Regions from separate parts of the Hordeum vulgare genome. Here region 1 is linked to region 2. The links are chromatin contacts, called in public Hi-C maps. All regions are on one chromosome and are shown on one strand. Each heading gives the region's core, a stretch centred on a gene start, on an enhancer-like site or on the middle of the called end of the contact. The rest is flanking DNA. Distances are from core to core; before and after follow the strand shown. Region 1 holds the start of LOC123448678 (uroporphyrinogen decarboxylase). Region 2 overlaps LOC123448676 (putative potassium transporter 8).

Region 1 (7,112 bases), core at 3,947-6,446, 950 kb after region 2:
ATATCCTCATCGACCATGTGAAGACTGATGATCAACTGGCAGATATCTTCACTAAGCCCTAGGATGAGAAAAGGTTTTGCAAGTTGTGGTGTGAGCTAAATATCTTAGAATCTTCAAATGTTTTGTAAAAACATGCACACATGCTAACACTTATGCAAAATTGATGACTTAGATGTGCAACACATGATGAATCGATTTTCTTCAACTAATGAAGAATGTCACTCTGAATGTGAAGAAATCAACGAAGAAATTGATTCTCAGGGCCCTACGACAATTGTACGCGGCGTCTGTAATCAACATTCCTATATGGTGGGTCACGCCACAGCCCAATGTGAAATTCCTCAAGTTGATTTTCTTCAAGTGTTCTATTTCCTCAAAATGTGTTTTTCTTCAAAACAGCTGTTCTTCAGTGTGACGATTTATCACAAAATCTTCAAAAAAAACACTTGATGACTTTCATTTGACTAGATAGACTGTGATTTCAAGTCCTCAACAGCATTCACTTATTGCTATTTCTTCAAGGTGATATTTCTGCTAAGTGAATGTGATCGGACCCTACATTCCCTCTATGCTATACTCATCCAGTCTATTCAATTCTTCATTTGCGTTCTACTTGAAACTTTGTTCAAAATCCTCACTGCATCCTTGTCAGCTGATGATTTTGTAACGAAAATCCTCAAATCTTCAAAAATTGTTTCTTTAATACACAGTAACTGAACCCCATTTCCCACGATCGGATAACCACGATCTCCACTATCTCCACCGCACTGTTCGGGAGCTACACGTGTCCTGCGGAGACGTAGAGGCAGGGGCGGTTTGGTCCGAAATTTTCACGCCAACAGTAACTTTTGGCTATAAATATGTCCTTATCCCCCTCGGCATACTCTTCTTCGCTCCATCGCTCTCCTGCCACAGCATACACCACTGAACCCTAGCGCCATCGCTGGTAGTCTCGTCGCCGATGAGGAAGAGCTTCACTGCCTCGACTTCTCCGTCGCCGGAACCACGCCGGAGTCGGACCATCTTCGTCCGCCGCCGCCGTAGATGTCCTCTGTCGCCGGGTTAGGGTGCATTAGACACGCGACCGAAGAGCTTCTCCACACACACCTTTCTGTGTTCTTCGTGCGCACCTTCCAGGGTAAATAAATCCCATTTTTACCGCAAGATTAGATCTAAAATTTTATGTCTTCTATGTGAAATCTGTTTTTCCTCAAGAAACGATAAGCACTTGATTCCTCAAACACTGCCTATCACCACATCATTGATGAACTATGCTAAGCATCTAAGATTTTCACGAGATTCCTCAATTGTGCGAATTTTCGGATCTGTACAACTCTGGAACCCAAGAACAGTATGCTTAGGCAAATTCCTCAACCACTGGTTATATTCCTCAAACTGTCAAACTTTTTCATTTTCTTCAAATCTGAGAACGCATATGACCTCTCCAAATTCCTCGCAACTATACTCTGTTCACAGGTACACGCATGTCAGCTGATGAATCTCTCAGTTCTCATCACATTAACTCATTTGCATCGTTTCTGGAAGAAAATCTTCAAGTCTCATCAGAATCCTCAAGAGTTCAATCTCATCAGCAAAATCCTCAGCTGAAGAAAATGGAGGATGACAGAAAACAGAAGGGAGGAAAGAAACTTGAGCAAAACACAGCTGTGGATATCCCTGAGGATATTTACTTGGACTATTGCACGCTTGATGAAAATGAGACAATGGCCAAGAGAAAGATACGTCTGTAGAAGATAGAACGCCGATGGGCGAAGGAATACAGGTTTGTGACTCCCAAGTATGCGAAGAAATTCGCTGTGAAGCCCCCTGGCAGACTGGCCATAAGTTTGGTAGGTAGGTACCAAAGTGATCCCGGTATGGAACACTTGACAGCGGTCAAGAATATCCTGAAGTACCTGAAAAGGACTAAGGAGATGTTTCTCGTTTATGGAGGTGACGAAGAGCTCGTCGTAAAGGGTTACGCTGATGCTAGCTTCGACACAGATCCGGATGACTCTAAGTCACAGACCATATACGTGTATTTTTGAATGGCGGGGCAGTGAGCTGGTGCAGCAGCAAGCAAGACGTCATGGCAGCATCTACATGTGAAGCAGAGTACATAGCTGCTTCAGAAGCGGCCCATGAAGGTATTTGGATGAAGGAGCTCATCACCGACCTTGGAGTGGTTCCAAGCGCGTCGGGTCCGATGACACTCTTCTGTGATAACACTGGAGCCATTGCCACAGCCAAGGTTTGTAATCTTGATTTTGCCTGATTTTTTCTAATTAACTAAACGATTCTTCTTCTTAATCAATAAAAATGGCAAATTTTTACATCATCTCAAAATAGCACCGACTGGAGTGGCCCATCTCGAGATCCGAGACACCAATCGCAGTGGCTCGCCTAAGGATGGCAATTTTATCCACGGGTACGGGTACCCCGCGGGTACCGTACCCGCATGGGCTATTTATGGGTAGTACTCATACCCTACCTGTTAAATCATGGTTAGGGTACAAGTATATAGCCTTGTACCCGTGGATATACCTATACCCTGTCCATTTGTGAACTAATGTTATGTTATTGTCAATTAATTATTAATTTATTATGTGACTCATCTACTCCTATTAACTTATGAGTATGTTGTGATTTTTTAATTTTGCTCATGGTCATGTACTCATCTATTTGTGTCAAATGTGCTATCAATGGGTGTAAAGTTGTGAACAACTTGTGTACTATTTATTCTACCCGATGGGTATTCAATGAATACAGATAATCATCGGGTATGGATATGTGTAAAGTTTTATACCCATAGGTATAGACTAGCAAAAGGGCCCGTGCGTTGCAACGGAAAAAAATACCACATGTTTTAAATATTTTTATAATCATTTTGATTTATTAAAATAATAAGGTAACTAACTAATGTAGTCAGTCCTATCCTATTTTGTTGAGAAATCAACCCGTCCATTGTTAATTCCATCATAATGAGAAATTGAGCGGGACAAGCAAAGCAAACACAAAGAGGCTACGTGAATTGATCAATGGACTGTTATCTTATTTCACTCATGGGGTAGATAATGTGGGATCAGATGACAAACTGAAGGTGGTGTTCCATTCCCTCTCTCTACAACAATGCAATCTTACATTCAATACATTCATCCATCAGCAAACAAACTCCCACAAAACAAAATTTCTTGCCGGTGCTTGGCACACAGTTGGAGGCATGGGGAGGGGATCTCACCAGATGATGAGTTCCTGCCGGAGGAGGGGATACGATGAGGGGAGCAAGGGTTAGGCGCCTCTATCTGGCCATAAGGAGTCGCCGTTGCCGCGCCATAACCTCGGAGTTTCCCGTGTGAGCCATGGAGGCCCGTCTCCACCTGCAAGTACTTCGCTCCGCCGCGCCTTATCCGCGCGCCGCCGCCGTTCTGCATCGAGCAGACGCATCATCCCAAGTCGATGTAGCTGTCGCGTTGATTTGATCCAGAAGTTGTGCTCGAGCGCCGAAACAGGGGCAGCAAGCGGGCAGAGGTACGACCACGGAGGCGAGTGGTTTGAGATCGACAACAGTGGTGGTTGAGGTCGGCCGTGGCGGCGAGTGGTGTGGCAACGACCTGGGCACAGGCCAGGGTGGACCAGGGTCGACGCGATGCGCTCGAGCGCCGCAACGGGGGCAGTGAGCGGGGAGAGGTACATCCGCGGAGGCGGGTGGGTTGAGATCGGCAGCGGTGACGGTTGATGCCGGCCGCGGCGGCGAGTGGTGTGGCGGCGGCCTGGGCACATGCCAGGGTGGCCCAGGGTCGACGGGAGGAGGCGATGCGTACGGGTATAATTTTTGCAGCGAATCGTTTTTTCCTTTTGCGTTGCAGATAAATGATGAAGCGCGGGTTGAATAACAAAAATTACAGGGGCTTTTTTATAAAAATGTTGTAATGGGTTTTCCGACGAAAGCAATAGCCGCTTTATTATTAGGTATAGACTAGCAATAGGGCCCGTGCGTTGCAACGGAAAAAAAATACCACACGTTTTAAATATTTTTATAATCATTTTGATTTATTAAAATAATAAGCTAACTAACTAATGTAGTCAGTCCTATCCTATTTTGTTGAGAAATCAACCCGTCCATTGTTAATTCCACCATAATGAGAAATTGAGCGGGACAAGCAAAGCAAAACAAAGAGGCTACGTGAATTGATCAATGGACTGTTATCTTATTTCACTCATGGGGTAGAGAATGTGGGATCAGATGACAAACTGAAGGTGGTGTTCCATTCCCTCTCTCTACAACAATGCAATCTTACATTCAATACATTCATCCATCAGCAAACAAACTCCCACAAAACAAAATTTCTTGCCGGTGCTTGGCACACAGTTGGCATGGGGAGGGGATCTCACCAGATGACGAGTTCCTGCCGGAGGAGGGGATACGATGAGGGGAGCAAGGGTTAGGCGCCTCTATCTGGCCATAAGGAGTCGTCGTTGCCGCGCCATAACCTCGGAGTTTCCCGTGTGAGCCATCGAGGCCCGCCTCCACCTGCAAGTACTTCGCTCCGCCGCACCTTATCCACGCGCCGCCGCCGTTCTGCATCGAGCAGACGCATCATCCCAAGTCGCTGTAGCTGTCGCGTTGATTTGATTCAGAAGTTGTGCTCGAGCGCCGAAACGGGGGCAGCAAGCGGGCAGAGGTACGACCGCGGAGGCGAGTGGGTTGAGATCGACAACAGTGGTGGTTGAGGTCGGCCGTGGCGGCGAGTGGTGTGGCAGCGGCCTGGGCACAGGCCAGGGTGGACCAGGGTCGACGCGATGCGCTCGAGCGCCGCAACAGGGGCAGTGAGCGGGGAGAGGTACATCCGTGGAGGCGGGTGGGTTGAGATCGGCAGCGGTGACGGTTGATGCCGGCCGCGGCGGCGAGTGGTGTGGCGGCGGCCTGGGCACATGCGAGGGTGGCCCAGGGTCGACGGGAGGAGGCAATGCGTACGGGTATAATTTTTGCAGCTAATCGTTTTTTCCTTTTGCGTTGCAGATAAATGATGAAGCGCGGGTTGAATAACAAAAATTACAGGGTTTTTTTTATAAAAATGTTGTAATGGGTTTTTCAACGAAAGCAATAACCGCTTTATTATATAAAATATTTATATAGGTATAGATATGGGTAGAATTTTATACCCATTAACTATACGGGTATGGATATGATATTGCTGTACACTGCCCATACCCTACCCATTGCCATCCTCGCTCGCCCACACTATTATCGGCGTAAGCAGACATCTCATCCCAAATCCGGATTTCTCATCGCATCCCATCCGCTTCGACTCTCCCCGGAGCCGAGGTCGTCGCCTTCCCACTCTGCGGCTCGCCCCACCAGCCTCAATGGCGACCGCGTGCCCGCCCCTCTCGCTGCCGTCCACTTCCCTCCTCCGCATGACAACCCGCGCCGGCGCAGGCCTCGCCCGCCAGCCGCTCCCCTCCATCCGCTGCAGCGCCGTCGGAGGTGAGCTGCCCCCTCCTCTTTTCACCAGTTTGGTGGCTTGGCACAAGATTTTTATGAGAGATGTAAGCGTCTAGGGGTTATTTTGGTTGGGGGTGTTTCAGAGGCTGTTGCGGAGGCGGCTGTGGCCGGGACGGCGGAGGAGCCGCTGCTAGTGAGCGCAATCAAGGGGAAGAAGGTGGAGAGGCCGCCTGTCTGGCTCATGAGGCAGGCCGGGAGGTACATGAAGGCAGGTTCATTCTAAATAACGACATGATCTGAAACGGCGCTTATTCTCTTCACAAGCATTTCCCAGTTAGCACCCAGGCATGCAATTAGAGAAATAAAGTCGAAAACAGTTAGAGAAAGAGAGTCACTAACTCAAGACGCAACTGGACAGAGCGAATTTAAATTACTTGAAGTTGCTATGGTTTCAGTAAGAATTGAGCCTGAGAAAATCACATCGAACTATAAGTTTATAACAAGATAATACATGATTGTAAACTACATTAGTAATTACTAGTTTAATAGGGCGTGAGATGTCTTGACTAGTTAAGGTAACCAGAGGCTGGCATAACTATCTGCAGAATGCAGAAATAGTGACCATTCCTAGTGTATCCTGTTTTCAAATCCTCCAGGTACGATTTTAATTGCAGTTCTGTTCATAAAAAACAAATCAAGTTGTTGGACGGCAGAATATATTTTGTTTATTTTTAAAGTAAACATGAATTTTTTTTTCATGGTTTTTGAGTAATGACTGATCGCTCCTTTTCGTTGTGCTATTTTTCTTTTGTACCAAGAAAAGAGGGCCCTTCTTTTCTTAACATGTTGGCATTTTGATTTTTGTAACAGAGCTACCAAAATCTCTGTGAGAAATATCCTTTGTTCCGTGAAAGATCAGAAAATGTTGACCTTGTTGTTGAGATCTCTCTGCAGCCATGGAAGGTTTTCAAGCCTGATGGAGTAAGCTGTGGACTTTGGCCCTTTCTGTATGTTTTTTGAAATTTCTCTTTTGCAAGTCTCAAAGGCTTACACAACTTGAGATGTTGCCAGTATCTGATGTTCAATTATTGATGCAGTTTTTTTTGGTCATTTGCCTTTCCTAGGTTATCTTGTTCTCGGATATCCTTACTCCACTTCCTGGGATGAACATACCTTTTGACATTGTGAAAGGAAAAGGTCCAGTGATATATGATCCCTTAAGAACAGCAGCGGCTGTGAACGAAGTCAGAGAATTCGTTCCAGAGGAGTGGGTCCCTTATGTAGGACAGGCTTTAAATTTGCTGCGAGGAGAGGTTAGTATACTCTTCAGAGTTGCATGGGAATTTGAAATAGGTGTTTCTTTCAAAAGCATTCTTGGATACTTGGATAGCAACATTTCATTTACACTTTTATGGTCCATCCAGACCTTTCTTCTTCAAAGTGTGACATTCTAATACATCAATTATCAAGTTGCTAACTAGTTGTATCAATTTCTCAATGTTGCATTACTTGGAGCTTTTCAGAGTTATGATAATATTGTAGATAAGTTGAATCATGATAGTGTTATATCTGAATCTGAAAAGCTCGCGTGCATGCTTTTGCATTGGTTTCATGGCTTCATTGGAACTCCACATTTTAAAAGCTATAACTTCATCTGATTCTTAAA
Region 2 (7,600 bases), core at 4,335-6,834:
GCGAGGCGGACGACGCGCGCCGGACGTTTCGCCGATCTCGTGCTCGTTCCGGCCAGCTTGACGGGGATCTTCTTGGGAGCTGGCCATGTGTACTTCTGCTGCAGGCCCGCGACCCGCGTATTCGGAAGGAAACTCAGTCGGAACCGAGCCCGAGTGCTGGGACTGCGGGGCAACCACAACAGACTCTAGAACCGCCACTTGTGAAGACGTGTTCTGGTGCGCCTGGGCGTGTTGCACCCAACGCTGAAGTCGCGGACGGCGAGACCGCTTGCTGCGACGCGTGACGGCGGTGCAGGTCGACACCGGAGCCGACTGTTGGAGAAGAAGAATGCCGCGGGCGCCGGCACGGAAGTGCGTAGCCCCACGACGGGGAAGCGCCTCGACGTCGAGAGGAGCATCCCGAAGCCACGCCGAATCGTCGATGATGAAGGAGAGAGCGCCGAAGAAGATCTGGTGACCCATGCTCGAACCTCCACCGGACGACATGACGAAAGGAAGTAGTCGCAAACTCGCCGGAAGTCGCTTAGATGCCTGCCCCACGGTGGGCGCCACCTGTCGTGGGTATAAGCCTGACAGTAGATGTGTAGGGTACGAAAAGGATGGGCAGAGCCTTAGCTACGACGAGGTTGTATGAGTTCAGGCCCCTCTGCGGTGGAGGTAATAGCCCTACGTCTCAGTGCTCAGGGAGCTTGTTGTCGAGTGGAAATATGGAATACAATGAGTTGCTAACCCCTCTACCAGCGGGGGAGGGTGGCTTATATAGAGTGCGCTGCCCTCCACAACGGTTCCGGTACAGGGGTGGAGTAGTGGCGATTGAATGCGTACGTTACAGGTAACGTACGCCCTAAATGCTAATAAATGCACCTGGAAACGTACGACCGTTTCCCTCCAGGGGGGTTACGATGTACCGAGTGGTATCCAGTCGGTTAGCTTGATATCCTCCGAATGCTAGTCTCCGACTGGATGATCGAGGACCTGTTACCGACTGGATGATGGAGACTCCTTAATTCAGTCGGAGCTGACTAAGGGCCTTGTCCTTTGTGAGGGGTAGTCCTTGGGTAGGACCTACAGGGCAGGCCTATGACCCTACCCTAGGACTATAACCCCATCACTACCCTAAGCCCTTTGTTCCCGGCTCTCGCCCAACACCTAGTCTCATCTTTGATCTATCCAAGAGCTCATCGAGCGATGGGGTGATATGGTCAAAGACACACGCATTCCTGTGTTTCCATATCATCCAGGGCATCAGAAGCGCGGCTGACCTCAGCGCCTTGCAAAGCGATGGTGGTGTGGCATCTCTCGCCCTCATCCACCAGTCCTGGAGTGAGGCATCGTGCTCCGGCGACGGGGCCGTTAGGCGCAGCCAAGATAGGGTCTCGTGCCAAGCCTGCCTCGCGAAAGGGCAAGTGAGCAGCAGGTGCCTGATGGTCTCCGGCTCTTGGTCGCATAGTAGGCAACGGGTGTGATGGGGAAGGCCTCGACGAGCGAGCCGTTCCGCGGTCCAGCATCGGTCCATGTTGGCAAGCCAGTGGAAGAACTTTACCTTCGGCGGAGCCCATCCCTTCCAAATGAGCTGCCAGGAACGGCATGTCGACGATCCGTGAAAGGTGGCCCGGTAGCAGGACCTCGCGAGTAGACACCATTGGCCGTCCATTTCCAAACGAGCTTGTCCGGCTCGGTGGACAGTATAGTGTGCGCCACGAGCTGCCATGTCCTCAGGTATTGGCCAATCTCTTGCAGACCCACAACTCCGCGAATGTCCCGGGCCCAGGCATTGCCGGCAATGCCGTCCGCCACCGTCCGCGCTCTTCTTCTGTTCTTGGGTATGCATAGGTAGGGCAGAGGCACGAGCTCACGAATAGACCCCATGAAAAGTATATCCAGGATCTTCTTGCTCGTGATGTTCTTACTAACGAGTGCAGTGTTGAGACTCCCATGGAGCTCAATGTTCACCATCGTGATACTGATGGTGAACCCCTGCCTGACCCGACGCGTTATCGTCATCTTGTTGGTAGTCTTGTCTATCTAGCTGTCACTCGTCCGGATATCTCTTATCCGGTTCATATTCTCAGTCAGTTCGTCTCCGCTCCTACCTCGGTTCACTATAGTCACCTCCTTCGTGTTCTCCGATATCTTCGGGGCACGATCTCTCACCGTCTATTCTTTCTTCGCTCCAGTTCTTTACAGCTCCAGGCCTATTCGGATGCTACGTGGGCTAGTGATCCTTCAGATCGCCGTTCACTTTTTGCTTACTGTGTTTTTCTTGGTGGTTCTCTCATTGCCTGGAAGACGAAGAAACAGACTGCAGTTTCCCGTTCGAGTGCAGAGGCTCAGTTGCGAGCGATGGCTCTTTTGACAGCAGAGGTGACTTGGTTACGGTGGTTACTTCAGGATTTTGGTGTTTCTGTCACTACACCGACTCCGCTCTTATCTGACAGTACAAGTGCTATTAGCATTGTGCGCGATCCTGTGAAGCATGAGCTCACCAAGCATATTGGTGTTGATGCTTTCTATGTGCGCGCCGGTGTGCAGGATCAGGTTATTGCTCTTCAGTATGTGCCTTCCGAGTTACAGTTGGCGGATTTCCTGACGAAGGCCCAGACTAGAGCGCAACATGGCTTCTATCTCTCCAAACTCAGTGTTGTTCATCCACCATGAGTTTGAGGGGGGTGTTAGAGTATATATAATATAGCCATGTACCCCTTCGTATTTATCCCGTTGTATAAGGGGTTTTCTGCATATAGTCCAAACCTGTACATGTATATATATCGGCCTATGGCCTCATGGGAATACTAAGTTCCATATTCCTAACAATGGCCATGCCAAAGTCTTAGGGTTGAGAAGGGCATTTTAGACAATTGCCAGAATTTTGGGGTTTTAGCCCTTAAGGAAAACATGGGGGAGGGGGGATTAATCCTCATTTTCGGACTAGAATGAATGAAAAAGGATGCTTATGAGATGCTCATGCTGCACAATCATTTCCTAATAAAATGTGTTGCTCCTGGACTGTTACAACTTGCATGTGTACTCTTTCCTGTCTATCTCAGTGAAGATGTATGTCACAAAAGCGATTAGTGATAGCTCTCGTAGTAGTTTCTTATTTTGTTGAGATCCATTTCTTACTTGTGCAAGAAAGGTGAAGTAGTATGTCACAAAAGCGATTAGTGATAGCTCTCGTAGTAGTTTCTTATTTTGTTGAGATCCATTTCTTACTTGTGCAAGAAAGGTGAAGTAGTAAAAATTATATACCATCTGATGTATATTAACTTATATATTTTTTTAATTAAAACTTCAGATAAGGTGAGATGGCCTGTTCTTGTACTGGCTATTCTGGCTTCAGTTGTTGGAAGCCAAGCAATCATCAGCGGAACATTCTCAATAATCAATCAGAGTCAGTCCCTAAGCTGCTTCCCTAGGGTAAAAGTTGTACACACATCTGAGAAAATTCATGGCCAGATATACATCCCTGAGATCAACTGGCTACTCATGATCCTCTGCATTGCTGTGACTGTTGGATTTAGAGACACTAAGCACATGGGAAACGCATCCGGTAAGATAAACTAACTAGTCTTGCCAATGCAATCTGATTTGTATTTCTTGATTCATGCATGTATGTTGCTTTAAAAATGGCATAGTTGGTTTCTGAATTTTGTGGTGTTGTGCAGGACTAGCAGTGATCACTGTGATGCTGGTTACCACATTCCTGACATCCCTTGTGATCATGGTGTGCTGGCACAAGCCACCCCTGCTTGCCCTGGGCTTCCTCCTCTTCTTCGGTTCCGTCGAGGCGCTCTACTTCTCGGCGTCACTCATCAAGTTTCTGGAGGGTGCATGGCTCCCGATACTCCTGGCCCTCATTCTCATGGCCGTCATGCTTGTGTGGCACATCACGACCATCAAGAAGTACGAGTTTGACCTGCAGAACAAGGTGACCCTGGAGTGGCTTCTCGCCCTGGGTGACAAGCTCGGCATGGTCCGTGTGCCGGGTATTGGTCTCGTCTACACCGACCTTACGTCGGGCGTCCCCGCCAACTTCTCCCGCTTCGTCACCAACCTCCCGGCGTTCCATAAGGTCTTGGTCTTCGTGTGCGTCAAGTCAGTCCCGGTGCCGTATGTGTTCCCTGCCGAGCGGTACCTCGTCGGCCGAGTTGGTCCGCCGGGCCACCGGTCGTATCGGTGCATTGTGCGGTATGGCTACCGTGATGTTCACCAGGACGTGGACTCGTTCGAGACGGAGCTGATCGAGAGCCTGGCCATGTTCATCAAGCTCAACGCCTCGTACCGGTGCAGCGAGGTCAGCGAGGGCGAGCAGCTGGAGGAGTGGGAGCCGGGGCTGACCGTGATCGGAAGCAACACGCTCCGAGATCACGCGAGCTACGACTTGCAGGACAGTGTCCAGCACTCGGCCGCGTCCGTCGAGATGCGCCCTGCCGCCACCAGCCCTGGTGGCACGGGTTTGGAGCTCGCAGCCGAGTCCAACTCGCCCAAGCAGGTGAGGTTCTTCATAGATAACCTGGTGGTGAGCCCGGAGGCGGACAAGCAGGTGGCGGAGGAGCTGGAGGCGCTGGCGGCGGCGAGGGAGGCCGGCACCGCCTTCATCTTGGGGCACTCACACGTGCAGTCCAAGCCTGGTTCGTCGGTGCTGAAGAAGCTGACGGTGGTCGGGTACAACTTCCTGCGGCGCAACTGCCGTGGCCCGGACGTTGCGCTGCGGGTGCCGCCGGCATCGCTCCTGGAGGTCGGCATGGTCTATGTTCTATGAAACTTCTTCGTTTTGCCATGTGTTTATGATGATAGGGTGAGAGTTTCCTGTGTCATAAATCTGCCCATCGACCTGTCCTGCTTGCTATGTATTACTAGTAGGTAACTAAACTTGTCAGTGATGTTGTAATGCCCCCTCGATTATTTTGCATCCGGCTGTATAGTTTACAACAAGTATAGTTTACAACGTCACATTGTTGCCCCTGCTGCTCATACACATTTGGTGTTCTGTCACTTAGGTGCAAAACTACAGAGCACATGTTCTATTTTGTTCTGGACTAGTAAGGCTGCGTTTGATAGCAAAGTATTATATAAATCAAAGTATCAAAACTGCAGTAATTTTGTCTGCAGGTATGAGATACCATGGTTTTATCACAATACAGTATTTTAAAGTATTCAGAATACGTAGAACCTGTTTAGTTGTTGCCGCACAACGCTGTAAATTTTGTTGGCTGGCCGTTAGCAGTGCAAGCACGCAATATTAAATTATGCTCACACTTTGGGATGCACTGCTGCGTGGCAAACAACTACTAGTACGAAAATCCAACTAGTAAGGGACAAAATCATTGTTTTGACCTTATTAGTTAACATGAGCATAAAATAAATCCGTTTAAAAACAATTTCATGATCTAACCCTTTTTGAAAAGTCATAATCCGCGACGTTGCTGCTCAACTAAGAAACGGCGAACGAGTTCGCGTTGCTGCCCAGACCGAAAAGCCCAAACGCCACTTGCGTTGGTGCCCAAGCCTAAACGCCGCTGTAGCCGACGTTGCTGCACAAGGGCAAAACGCCACACTTGTGGGCCTTTCTCGCTGCCATCGTCTTCGTCGAACCACCAACACCACACAGTAACCTGCAAACGATTCGCATTGCGCGGCCAGGCCAACTTCTGACCACCCTGGTTGGATTTTTCTGTCAGGCGGCACTGGCGCCGTTGCTGTCGAGCGGCAAGACGACGAGCAGCGACGGCATGTGGGCGAAGCTGAAGCAGTGCGCGCAGCAGATCAATTTGACCCGTGGGTGAGCTTTTGTTGTTACTGTAGCATGAAAATTTTGATTATTAAAGGCTCCTTGCACGGCGCATGAATTGATTCAAGCATGCATGCATGCGCCTGGGCACGGGCTCTCGTCGTGTGCCTGTACGAACGACCCACCCACCAGCCAGCTTGGTGAGATGAAGATGCTTGAGACCGTGACGCCATGAACGCAAGCTCCAACAGTGCACTGGCGCTGATGATGACTGAACACAGCGCTGACACAGTCCAGCATTGATAAACGTTCAACCGGAGCAGCCCAGAACAGTTTCCATATAGGCAGAAACGCCAAGGGCCTTGGCGTTTGTATATGCAGAGGCAACACAATTTAACTAGGCGTTTCCATATGAAGCAGCAACCCGGTTTAGATCGGTGCTTCTATGTTGTACAGAAACATCACGGACTGTGGCGTTGCGAAAATGGTTAGATCGTAAAATACTTTCATGTTGAGTTTATTTTATGCTATTCTTTGCTGATAAGGTTAAAACCGTAAAAATACCTAGTCAGAAAGAGCTTTACATTCACGCGCTGATAGTAGCTAGCTGGCCCGTCGCCTGACAGAGACCAGACAATGGCAGCGATGGGACGGCATGTACCAGGATCCTTTGTAAGGACATGACTTGTAGCTAGCCGGCCGATTGAATACAACTACCTCTAAACCATAATATTTGTTGTTCGAAAGAATTAATTAAATTTTTCATAACAACAAGTATTTAAAAACAGAACGACTACTTCTCGTGTGTTTTTTCAGCTAGCTAGTTGATTATTTTTTATTATATCCATGCATGCACGCGATTGCTTGCTGCTCTGTTTTTTTTAAAGCAGTCTTGTTTTTTATACACCGAAAATACCACAATTTTCCAATATTGCAGTATTAAAATCACTGTTTCTAGGGCAATCAAAAATTTGTTGCAAATAAAACTATGTTAATCTCAAAAAATGTAGTATTTGTAAAATACTAAGAAAACAATTTGCTATCAAACAGGGCCTTGCACGCACGTATAACCCTATACAAAAAAATTCGTGCAACTATATAAACATTCCATAAAATAACTATTACATTAAAGTTTTCATAGGAGCTATTGGAGTTGCTCTTATACCATATTAATGATGCGTTTATGAAGACTTTGACATTATCAAATGGAGTCCAAAAGAATTGGATTGACAAACCAAACATCAAGTATAAAATGTCAAATGCATACAAATATTGAGCTCCCATAAATGTGAACAACATGTTTTGGATAACTGGAAATCAGTGCTACACAGTTATAAAATTAACTCATGAGCCAACGAAATAATTGACAGGGTAACCTAGACAACCAAGCACACAACATGGAAGACGCGGGGCATGGAGCACACCGGACACATGGAGTGGCATTAGAAGATTGACCAATATTTGGCAAAATCAAAAGCTGCCGACATTTGGCAACCTTTTATGAGATTGGCAACGAAAATTGGTATGTAACCAATCTCTAACCAACATTTGGCCGTTCTCGAAAATTGGCATGCCAACTTTTGGCCTCAAGCCAAAACATGCTACAACCAAGCCATGTGTTATTTTATTAAATCATGTAAATTAAGGAAAACAAAATGCTCCAGAACAGAAGTGGTTAAAGATTGGACAGTTGATTGTGTGGGGTTACATCTAGCATTACATCTAATGCCATATCACTACAATCAACCCAATCATTGGCTTCATCAATAAGTTCTTGGCCCATTGTGATGCCACTTAAAAAATTGATGCACTCAGGCAGATGCATGATAATTGTACTGCGAGCTTCTATATTAAATTATCACCTGTTAG

Evidence for each region. A called contact is a pair of places that touch in the nucleus more often than the background predicts.
Region 1: a Hi-C map of leaf shows a contact between it and region 2, with 8 times the contacts expected there. The contact joins the promoter of LOC123448678 here to the enhancer-like site in region 2. A contact is called at or near these places in 2 of 6 Hi-C or Micro-C datasets (leaf and seedling).

What each region holds. Positions count from the first base shown.
Region 1 is chr4H:385,224,186-385,231,297 of MorexV3_pseudomolecules_assembly, forward strand. LOC123448678 (uroporphyrinogen decarboxylase) reads left to right here and starts at 5,197. Exons shown (of 6, transcript XM_045125645.1): 1 at 5,197-5,488; 2 at 5,590-5,714; 3 at 6,317-6,427; 4 at 6,571-6,759. The coding sequence starts at 5,368.
Region 2 is chr4H:384,272,992-384,280,591 of MorexV3_pseudomolecules_assembly, forward strand. It overlaps LOC123448676 (putative potassium transporter 8), which reads left to right. Exons shown (of 10, transcript XM_045125644.1): 9 at 3,296-3,550; 10 at 3,666-5,118. The coding sequence ends at 4,762. Among protein-coding and RNA genes, the nearest start is that of LOC123448676, 28 kb to the left of the region's middle. Within about 2 kb of position 5,585, at least 2 of the 3 cell types and tissues checked have open chromatin away from gene starts, as enhancers often do. A contact at or near this core is called in leaf, where this site is marked.